3 separate regions of the Mus musculus genome follow, and all the other regions are linked to region 1. The links are chromatin contacts, called in public Hi-C and HiChIP or PLAC-seq maps. All regions are on one chromosome and are shown on one strand. Each heading gives the region's core, a stretch centred on a gene start, on an enhancer-like site or on the middle of the called end of the contact. The rest is flanking DNA. Distances are from core to core; before and after follow the strand shown. Region 1 holds the start of Aldh1l1 (aldehyde dehydrogenase 1 family, member L1). Region 2 holds the start of Chst13 (carbohydrate sulfotransferase 13). Region 3 overlaps Zxdc (ZXD family zinc finger C).

Region 1 (3,344 bases), core at 242-2,741:
AAAGGAAAGCGGAAAGCCCGCCCCAGGGCTGCAGTTGGGGACAGCTTCTCTGAAGATGTGGTGCGTTAATGGTGGGAGCTTCCTAACTCAAGGAGATAGTAAACAACACACAAAAGTCCGTGCGTGAGTCCTGGAGGACTTTTTGAGCGACTATTATCTGCCTTGTTAAGGAAGCAGGAAAGACAACTGTTGCATTTCCTGATCTCAGAGAGCTTACAGTCTGGTAGGAGAGCAGATGCACAGAGGACAGGGGCACTGAGGGCATGGTTAGTTCTCTATTGGCAGTAACTGAGAGTGGAGGGGCACAGAAGAGCCCAAGAGGCTCCTTAGGTTGTGTGGAGGGTACAATATGTTTGGGCTGAGCAACCCAGAGCCAGACTTTGTCTGGCTGGTAAGAGACAGAGGTGCCTGCTATCACAATCCAAGGGTCTGCTTGAGGCAGAGCCAGTGCAAAGGATGTGGTTAGAGCCAGCCTGGTGTACTGAAGAGGGGCGAAGAGCTTGAGTAAGGAGTCTCAGCGGTGGTTTGAGAGGCAGGGTGGTTAATGGAGTAGCTGCAGGGGAGAATCCTTGGGAGGGAGCCTGCAGGACAGAGCTTTGGTCAGGAAGTGATGGGCATGTCACTGGACCCTGTATTGTCTCTGACTTTTCTCAAGTAGGACAATGACTCTGCCCAGGGAGGGGGTCTGTGACAAGGTGGAAGGGCCAGAGGAGAACTTCTGAGAAGAAAACCAGAGGCCGTGAAGAGGTGGGAAGGGCATGGGATTCAGAACCTCAGGCCCACCAGGACACAACCCCAGGTCCACAGCAGATGGGTGACCTTGCATGTCTCAGTCACCAGCATTGTGCTCCTTGCTTATCACGCTTGGGTGAAGGAAATGACCCAAATAGCATAAAGCCTGAAGGCCGGGACTAGGCCAGCTAGGGCTTGCCCTTCCCTTCCCAGCTGCACTTTCCATAGGTCCCACCTTCAGCAGATTAGACCCGCCTCCTGCTTCCTGCCTCCTTGCCTCCTCACTCATGGGTCTATGCCCACCTCCAGTCTCGGGACTGAGGCTCACTGAAGTCCCATCGAGGTCTGGTCTGGTGAATCAGCGGCTGGCTCTGGGCCCTGGGCGACCAGTTAGGTTCCGGGCATGCTAGGCAATGAACTCTACCCGGAATTGGGGGTGCGGGGAGGCGGGGAGGTCTCCAACCCAGCCTTTTGAGGACGTGCCTGTCGCTGCACGGTGCTTTTTATAGACGATGGTGGCCCATTTTGCAGAAGGGAAAGCCGGAGCCCTCTGGGGAGCAAGGTCCCCGCAAATGGACGGATGACCTGAGCTTGGTTCTGCCAGTCCACTTCCCAAATCCCTCACCCCATTCTAGGGACTAGGGAAAGATCTCCTGATTGGTCATATCTGGGGGCCTGGCCGGAGGGCCTCCTATGATTGGAGAGATCTAGGCTGGGCGGGCCCTAGAGCCCGCCTCTTCTCTGCCTGGAGGAGGAGCACTGACCCTAACCCTCTCTGCACAAGACCCGAGCTTGTGCGCCCTTCTGGGAGCTTGCTGCCCCTGTGCTGACTGCTGACAGCTGACTGACGCTCGCAGCTAGCAGGTACTTCTGGGTTGCTAGCCCAGAGCCCTGGGCCGGTGACCCTGTTTTCCCTACTTCCCGTCTTTGACCTTGGGTAAGTTTCTTTTTCTTTTGTTTTTGAGAGAGGCACCCAGATCCTCTCCACTACAGGCAGCCGCTGAACCTTGGATCCTCAGCTCCTGCCCTGGGAACTACAGTTCCTGCCCTTTTTTTCCCACCTTGAGGGAGGTTTTCCCTGAGTAGCTTCGACTATCCTGGAACAAGCTTTGTAGACCAGCCTGGGTCTCCGGAGAGTTGGGATTAAAGGCGTGCACCACCACCCCAGGCTCATGTCCTAGGAGTTTTCTTGAGCACAGCTGAATCTTGGCTTCTGGTCTGTAAAATGTGGAGGTGTGGTGTCTTAACAGTACACCTCTCCTGAGGTTCCTGGAGAATTCTGGTCCTAGGCAGCTGGTGGTGAGTGTTGGCACTGTCCTCTGTCCATATAAGTTCTCTGTGCCCAGGAGACAGCAGGGACATATTTTACAGAGGCATTTGAGACACAGGGAAGGTGAAGTTCACTAAGGCCTTGCAGGCTTGAGAGCTGGGTTGCTCTATTGTTCCCTGTAGCCACACCCAGGATCATGGAAGTGTCTGATCTTGACTCCCTGAGGGACTTATCCACCCCCCACCTGGAGCCAGGGCAAAGAGGCTATCATAGGAGAGGGTCAGCCTTGAGCAGTTATAGGAGGGGGTTCCTTGCAGAATGTCTGGCCATGGGGTGAACTCTGACTACCACTAGGTCTGCTCCCAGCATGGGACTGCAGCAGGCTATAGAGGGAGGGCTCCTGCCACTGTTCTGCTGTCCTGACCCAGGGGCTAGAAGAAGGGACCTGCGGAACAGGAGCCCTCTGAGTCCCTGAAGGCCCAAGGCTTCAGCAGCCCCTGGGGGTGTCCCATGACAAGAAGACAGGGGTGGGAGTCTGCACCCTATAGCCTGGGGCTCAGTAGACCCTCCAGACCCTCATTTGCTATCTGTGTGGCCAAAGGCCAGCTTTATGTGACAGTCCTCACTCCATGTTCCTTCTTGTCCCTGAGCTGTGATAACGGCTGATCTGCAGCCATCCTGACTGAAGCCAGAAGTGGGGTTTTTGTTGTTTTGTTTGCTTGTGTTTTTCTCCCTTACTCTTTCTATAAATAACAGATGTTCAGAGGGAAGGGAGGCAGGTGAGGGAGCACAGAGCTGAAATCTCAGCACTCAAGGGGCTGAGGTGGGAGGATGGAAATGTCCAGGGCAGCCTGGGCTATGCACTGAATCCCCCTTGAAAGAAGGCAACAAATACATAGAGCACACACACACACACCATCCTGCAGACTCACATAGACACACACACCATATCCCAGACCCACAGACACACCATACCACAGACACACCATATCACACTGACACAAAGACAGATGCACATACCACAGACACCCACATACAATACACACACACATACATACACACAAACACACATGCACACATACACATCATACCACAGACAGACAAACACACACACACACCATACTACAGACAGACACATACACCATACCATAGACACACACACCATACCCCAGACACACAAACACACCATACCACACAGACACAAAGACACATACACATACCACAGACACCCACATGCAATACACACACACACACACACACACACACACACACATACCATACCACAGACAGACAAACACACATACCATACCACAGACAGACACATACACTATACCATAGACAC
Region 2 (3,344 bases), core at 269-2,768, 230 kb before region 1:
TAGCTTCCCTAGGAGAGGAGGGGTCCCAGGGCTACGATTGCTTTTCTTCCCAAACCTGGCTGGAGGAGGTGGCAGGAGAGATGTGTCCCAAAAGGCATGAAGACATCCTCATGGCCACCCAGGCACATGCCTCTCTGCAGACACACCCCAGGGCCAGACTATCCACTCATACCCCAAAACAGTGTTTGGGCCCTGAGGGACCTGAGCCATTGTGGCCCAGGAATGGGTAAACATTTGTCTACAATGAATGACAGGGTGGACAGAGACTGTGGCATCAGCAGACACTGCGACCACACCCAGACCGTGCCAAGGGACATGTTAGACATGAGAAAGCACCTATACAGAAGTAGCCATTCACCTACAGGTCTTCAGTAAGGAGAAGGCTCCCTTCCGGGGGGGGGGGCTTGCAGGGGTGCCCTGGCACAGCCACTTACATCTGGTCATGCAGAGCTTGTTAATTGGCAGAGTGAGTAGACACAGGCATGGTGACTACTCCTGAGGCCTTCCCAGTTCTGTTCACCTGGCATCCTTCCCAGGGGTCCCTAAGGACGAAGCCAGTGTGATGCACGGGCTGGGGGCCAAGCACTGTCTACTGTAACATTCAAACTCACCCTCCTAAAATCCCTGTAAGCATGGAGTCAGAACCTATTCCATAGATGAGACTGTTAAGGCCCTGGGAGGGGACAGATAATAGGTTAAGCTTGCTGAGTGACCTCTGATCTACAAGCCTGCTGGTCATTGAGGTCCTCCATGGATCAGTACCATTCTGAAAACAGTTTTCCCTTGTCCTGAGTCACTCTCAGCTAATGACCCTGTCCACCCTTGAGTAAAAACCTGTCTGGAAGTGAGCAGACCCCATACACACAGACTAAGGATGGACAAACCGTCAGAAAAGTAGCCCACTGCCCAGGTACCTCTAAGCCACTCCACACCTGACCTCTGCCCTCAGCTTGGTCTGTAAAGTGAGTTATCTGCCAGAGGATCAGAGGAGACCTAGGTTCATTCAGAGTGAAACTGACCACATGCCTGGTGGAAACTGGTACTAGCAGGTCGTGATCCCTGAAACGCCAGGCCAGCATAGACCTGTGCAGTTCTTCTGTGGATGTATAGACTCAGCAGGATCTCAGATTAAGACAGGCATCCAGGCCAGAGAGCAAACTGACTTCTCAAGGCTCAGAGAGTAGGGCAAATGTAACAAACGCATCTCTAGATTGACCAAAAGTTCCCACCAGCAGCTCTACAGGGAGTCAGACAGTGGTCATCTCGCCAGCGACAAGAAAAGAAGTTCCATGCGGGAATGGAAGGAACCTGTCTTCCACTGGCGATGCCCCAGCCCCAAACAACAGGCAGGTGCCAGGTGGCTCTCTAGCTGAGGAAACAACGCAGAGCCCCGGGCCCGCGCACTCACCGGGACGCAGGGCGCACAGGAGCAGGAGTGCAGCACCCAGACTTGCCACCACCGGCAAGGGCCGCCTGCAACAGGAGCGTCTTCCCATGCTGTGCCTGGCACGCGTGGCAGGCGACAGTCATCCGGTGCGTTCTCCTTCCTACTGTGCGGCGGAGGTCCAGGACACGCCCAGTTCTGCCCTTAGTTTAGGGCCCGCCCAGAAGCAGCGTCCAGTGCTCCAGGCTAGAGATAGACGCGCCTGACTGACTTAATGGGTAAAGCTGTAACCCTAGGCCAATGAAAGCAGTATCTATCCCTGATACTAGTCATTAAACCAGGATTCCCTACTTTACACTGATGGGAATTGGTAGTGGAGAAACTCTCAGATATGGGTGTCCCGGGCCCAAGTGCTCTACTGGCGGAGCTAGAAGCTGCAGCTGAGGTCCTGGGAGCCAAAGCTTTGGTCAGAAACGGACTCCAGAAGCTCAGGTTGGACACTCATTGCCCTAGGCTTTAACCCCTAGTACAGGGCAGCTACTGGAAGCCTAGGAATGACAGCTCTGGTCCCCAAGCTTTCGGACTCTTGACCCTCAGTACTGGCAAATGTCACAGCTTGTAAGTCCAAGGGTCCTGGGACCCCCTGCCATTAAGGCTCAGTAGCTTCTCCTCCCAGCCTGCCTTCTCCAGTCTTAACCCTTGGCAATTTCTTGTCTCTTCTTTACTTCCCCTGGCCTTGCCTATGGAACTTCTGCTCTCACAGCAGCCCCTCAGTTCCCTCTCTGGGGAAGACCACTTTGAAGAAACTCTCCACGTGGACCACACAAGTGATCACAAGCTGATTCTGAATGGAAGTGTGTGCACCAGTCAGGACACGGCCCTTCCTGAAAACTAAGGACTGGATTTGCATCAGTCATAGCGCAGGGAGCCAGGAAAAAGACTCCCCCTCATCGTGAGTAAAAATGCCCCAGAGTCATGTTAATTCCCCCAAGGCTGATGATGGGCAGAAAGTCCTGCATCCTGCACAAACTGTTTGAAACAGCAGTGACTGAGACCAGGAGTCCGGAGCTTCGAGATCCAGCAGCTGAAATCAGAAACTCAGCTTCCCAAGGTGCTCAAGGAGAGTTCAAAGCAGCCAGAAACCATGAGGACAGTAGTAAGGTTAGATAAAGCTGAAAGCCTCACTGCCGAGGAAGGCTCTAAGTGTCAGGATCACAAATCTTCCAGGACCCAGCAACTTAGCTTATGTAAAGGAAAAAAAAATAGCATGTGGTTTAAACCCAGCTCTTGGGAGGCAGAGGCAGGCCAATCTCTGTGAGTTCGAGGACAGCCTAATCTACAAATCCAGGACTATTAAACAGAAAAACCCTGTCTCAAAAAAAAATCAATCAATCAACCACCCAATAAAAAGTAAAAGATAATATTGAAGGGGTACTTTGTAATAGAGGCCTTTTTATAGCTGTCTTCACAGTGCCCAGTGTCCTAGGAGCCCACAGTGACTTTTCAGGTAGGAAGGGAGGTGGTCTGCACCACAGTGCAGGACAGCAGCCAGAGGTGTGTGGGGCAGAGAATACGTGAGGGAACCCATCTCTGGCCTGGTTCTACCTGCTACAGTTTGCTCTGGGTGCCATCACCCACTCAAGACCCAGTCAAGTAGAGAAATGGAAAGAGCAGGCCTTCTACAGCATTTCTTAATGGCAGGGCCAAACAGCTAGGCTGAACACAAGCCCAAGGGACCTGTGGATGTCAGTCCTTCCCCCATCCCAGGATCAGTTATAAATGTTTCTTCCTTCCCCCAAGCTCACACTGTAGCATGCTTTCTTATGTGTCGAGTCCCATTTGAATCCCAGTTCATGCAGGCATTGTCCAGCCTGAAGGAGAAGTGAGAGATCTCAGGCATGTCTTTCCTGGGCACTAGATCTGTTGTACTTGGTCATGTCACCCACAGCTGCTGCAGGCA
Region 3 (3,344 bases), core at 273-2,772, 150 kb before region 1:
TGGAACCATGAGGCCTAGTGGCACCATCAGGAGTCAGTAGATGGCTCTTGGTTGGTTGGTTGGTTGGTTGGTTGGTTGGTTGGTTTGTTTGTGGGATTTTTGATGTTTTGATAGTCAGGAAGAAGATGGAGGAAGATGGTAATAATAGTAACAAGCACATCACCCCGGGCTTGCTAGTAACAAGGCCAGGTAGGGTAAGGCTTGCCAGAGAAACACTGCAGAAAACACTCAAGACATATTGTCATATTTTGCTCAGTTCCTTTAAAAATCCACCTACCAGCTTTGACTTCACTGGGAAGGATAAACAACGAAGCCATGCGGGTAGGCAAAGAATAAGCCCGAGTACCTGCTTCACAGGGCGGTGGCCAGCATGGCTGGGCTTGGCCGCTCTAGAAACATGGCACAGCCTTACACTCGTAATCCTGCAGCTTGCACAGTAGCTAGAAAACAGCATATACTAGATAGACACCATTTCAGTCGTGTCTGCTCTTGAAACTAAAAAGCTATCTTAACCCTCTTACTGTACAAAGTAATATTTTTGATGTGTGTTAGTGTTTGTTGTAATTACAAAAGCTAAAGGCAGCCTTTTATCAGAATAAGCACCCCTAACTGCTCTGACTTGATGCCTGCCCTCGCTGCCTGGCCTTCCTGGCTGTTACTTCTTCAACACTGAGTGAGTTCTTTCAGGAACTAAGGGTGGTGGTGAAAGTATATTTAAGACTCATGGGTATTTTATTTTTAAAATTTCAATTAACAGAGATCTATGCTGACCATGTTTATCCTTTCCATAAGTGATCATTAAATACAGGCAGGGGAGAAAAGTACAGGGAGAAAAAGTCATTCCCAGTCATTTTGAAATGTATTTTCAATACAGTTTGGCTTTTTAATAGGACTGTCAATACTTGTGCCAGGCATTCCTGTAATCCCAGTACTCAGGAAGCTGAGGCAGGAGAATCACAAGTTCAAGACCAATAATGAGGAAGGCCCTCTATATGGTTATAAGAAGTTGCCATTCTTGAGGGAGCTCCCTTGCATCTGATGATACATCTGCCATCGTGGGATTTGGTTTGCATGACTAGTTATTACTAGTTATTGCAATGGTGACTCAATTTTAACTTGTAGACTAAAAATGTCAAAATACAAAATTTTAGCTATGTTCTTTTGTTTTGTTTTGTTTTGTTTTTGTTTTTTGGAGACAGGGTTTCTCTGTAGCCCTGGCTGTCCTGGAACTCACGCTGTAGACCAGGCTGGCCTCAAACTCAGAAATTCACCTGCCTCTGCCTCCCGAGTGCTGGGATTAAAGGCGTGTGCCACCACGCCCGGCTTCTGTTCATATTTTTATGTCAAGGAAGCATGCTTGGTTAATAGGAAACTTAAAAGCATAAGAGTTCACACATGTATAGTTCCGGAGGGATAGTGTTCAGGAAGCAGCAGGAAGCTTCTTGCTATGTCTGGCCCTGGGCCCTGTCTTGCAGTAGCCCAGCCCCAACCCTGCTCTGCTGAGAACAAAGCAGTTAGGCAGGAAAATTGTGTACAGACCATCAGGGACTTTGAACAGAGAGCCCAGCAGGTAAGCTGAAACTGGAGTGGATCCACCTCTCTCTGCAATGAGGGAGCTCAGTCTCTGTTCCTGACATGGGCCCTCCTCACCTTGTCCATAGCCTGGTTAATATTTGCACTTCAAGAAAGAGTTCCTCCTGCTAACCAGAGAGCACATATGTAACAATTGTGCAGCTGGGTCCTTATGTGGGACTCCTAAAGCCAGAGCAAGGGCTGTCTCTGACGGCCCTATCTTGCCTGCCTTTGAATCCCTTCCCCTATCTGGGCTGCCTTGTCTAGCCTCAATAGAAGAAGATGATGGGCCTAGTTTTACTGCAACTGGATATGCCAAGGCTGGTTGATTCCTTCAGAGGCTTCCCCTTTTCTGAAAAGGGGAGGAGGGGTAGGGGGAAGAAGAGGTAAGAGGGAGTGACTAGGAGGAGGGAGGGGAAGTAAATAAAATAAAATAATAAAATAAAATGAAAAGAGTTCTTCGATCCCCACCCTGAGAGAAAGCAGGCTGTAGGTGGGGAGAGGCAGAAAGAAGCCCTGTGCCTGTGTCAAACATGACCAGAGCACACTTGGATTTCACCCTCACAAGGTCATGGTAACCTTCAAAAGTGAGGTCAGCAGGTCCATAGCAGCTATGGGCATTGCAGAGGGCACGTAGTTAATCCTGCTGCAACTAGAAGGCTGGTCTGTGTGGCAAAGCCAGCTACTGTGTTCTCTCTCCTTCCAGGAGCTGTGGGGATTTAGGGAGGAGATAGGACTTGGCCCTCACAAGAGCACCTTGAGTCAGGTTCTGTCAGGCACAAGGATTTACAATGGGTTTTGTAAGTTTTCTGCTAAAGTCTCAGGTTTGTCTGTTTTACCTCTTTCTTTTTTTTTCCCCCTCTTTCTTGCCTCATGATAATTTCTAAGATTGATTGGCTGCTTATTTATTTGTTTGTTTATTTTATTTATTTATTTTATATGAGTACGCTGTAGCTGTACAGATGGTTGTGAACCACCATGTGGTTGCTGGAGATTTGAACTCAGGACCTTTGGAAGAGCAGTCAGTGCTCTTAACCGCTGAACCATCTCTCCAGTCCCTCATGAAAATTTCTTTGGAACAATTTTCAAGTCAGGGAAGCTGTGTGGGATGATGGGAGCCATGAAGGTTCTTCCTCTCCTCGCCAGTCAGGGCTGAGCCCAGTGAAGCATGTGTTAGATGTGCTGTTTTTATCTGCTTTGTTTTAGGAGCCTCTGACTCTGCTCACAGGAAAGTAAAAGGTGGCACGATCAACCCTCCTCATGTCCACTCAGGCCAGCACAGTTGTTTCTGTGGAACTCTCATGGTACCCAGTGGAGGTCTGACAGTGCCAGCCCCTGCAGCTGGGCTGCAGTGTGTCCAGATCCCTGTTCTGCAGGTAGGAACCAGCCATATGGATGCTGAGGTCTACAGGGGCAGGATAGTGGAGGGGTGGCCTCTGCCCTCTCAGTAAACTGCCCCAAGTCCTGTGTCCTGTCCCAGCCATCTTAATAACCCCAGCCTCTCTCTTCTTCCCAGCCTGTCTCACTTCATCTGTGCAAGCCCTTGCCTTTGTTAGGACTGACGTATCAGGTTTGTGGCACTGTGTTACCCCGTGTCTAGTTCCCTCAACCTGGTCCATCTTCCCCACCTCCCTTGGAGGTGCACATGGCGGCATGTGCCTCTGTCCTGCAAAGGCCTGCCTGGGACCTCCTTTGTGCAGGTCAGAGGCATCTAAGATGCCCAAGGTGGCCATGTGGAAGCCTCATACTGCTGTGTTCACACTGTTCACCTC

The links. Hi-C and Micro-C count contacts between places; a contact is called where the count stands out from the background. HiChIP or PLAC-seq counts read pairs in DNA pulled down with a chosen protein or histone mark.
Region 2: a contact with region 1 is called in an H3K27ac HiChIP or PLAC-seq map of embryonic stem cells, with 6 read pairs. The contact joins the promoter of Chst13 here to the promoter of Aldh1l1 in region 1. A contact is called at or near these places in 7 of 39 promoter capture datasets (3T3-L1-derived adipocytes, cranial neural crest, embryonic stem cells and 1 more), 3 of 484 Hi-C or Micro-C datasets (embryonic stem cells and liver), 4 of 115 datasets of contacts at active chromatin or transcription factors (embryonic stem cells, pancreatic cancer cells and stem cell-derived neural progenitor cells) and 2 of 9 other capture datasets (adipose tissue and liver).
Region 3: a Hi-C map of liver shows a contact between it and region 1, with 2.2 times the contacts expected there. The contact joins the enhancer-like site here to the promoter of Aldh1l1 in region 1. A contact is called at or near these places in 1 of 484 Hi-C or Micro-C datasets (liver) and 5 of 115 datasets of contacts at active chromatin or transcription factors (double positive thymocytes, embryonic stem cells, intestinal villus epithelium and 1 more).

What each region holds. Positions count from the first base shown.
Region 1 is chr6:90,549,302-90,552,645 of GRCm38.p6, forward strand. It overlaps Aldh1l1 (aldehyde dehydrogenase 1 family, member L1), which reads left to right and starts at 1,492. Exons shown (of 23, transcript NM_027406.2): 1 at 1,492-1,669.
Region 2 is chr6:90,323,667-90,327,010 of GRCm38.p6, forward strand. Chst13 (carbohydrate sulfotransferase 13) reads right to left here and starts at 1,519. Exons shown (of 3, transcript NM_027928.1): 1 at 1,409-1,519. The coding sequence starts at 1,496.
Region 3 is chr6:90,395,984-90,399,327 of GRCm38.p6, forward strand. It overlaps Zxdc (ZXD family zinc finger C), which reads left to right. Exons shown (of 10, transcript NM_173002.3): 8 at 2,779-2,948. Among named protein-coding and RNA genes, the nearest start is that of Zxdc, 28 kb to the left of the region's middle. Within about 2 kb of position 1,523, at least 10 of the 459 cell types and tissues checked have an H3K27ac peak or open chromatin away from gene starts, as enhancers often do. A contact at or near this core is called in liver, where this site is marked.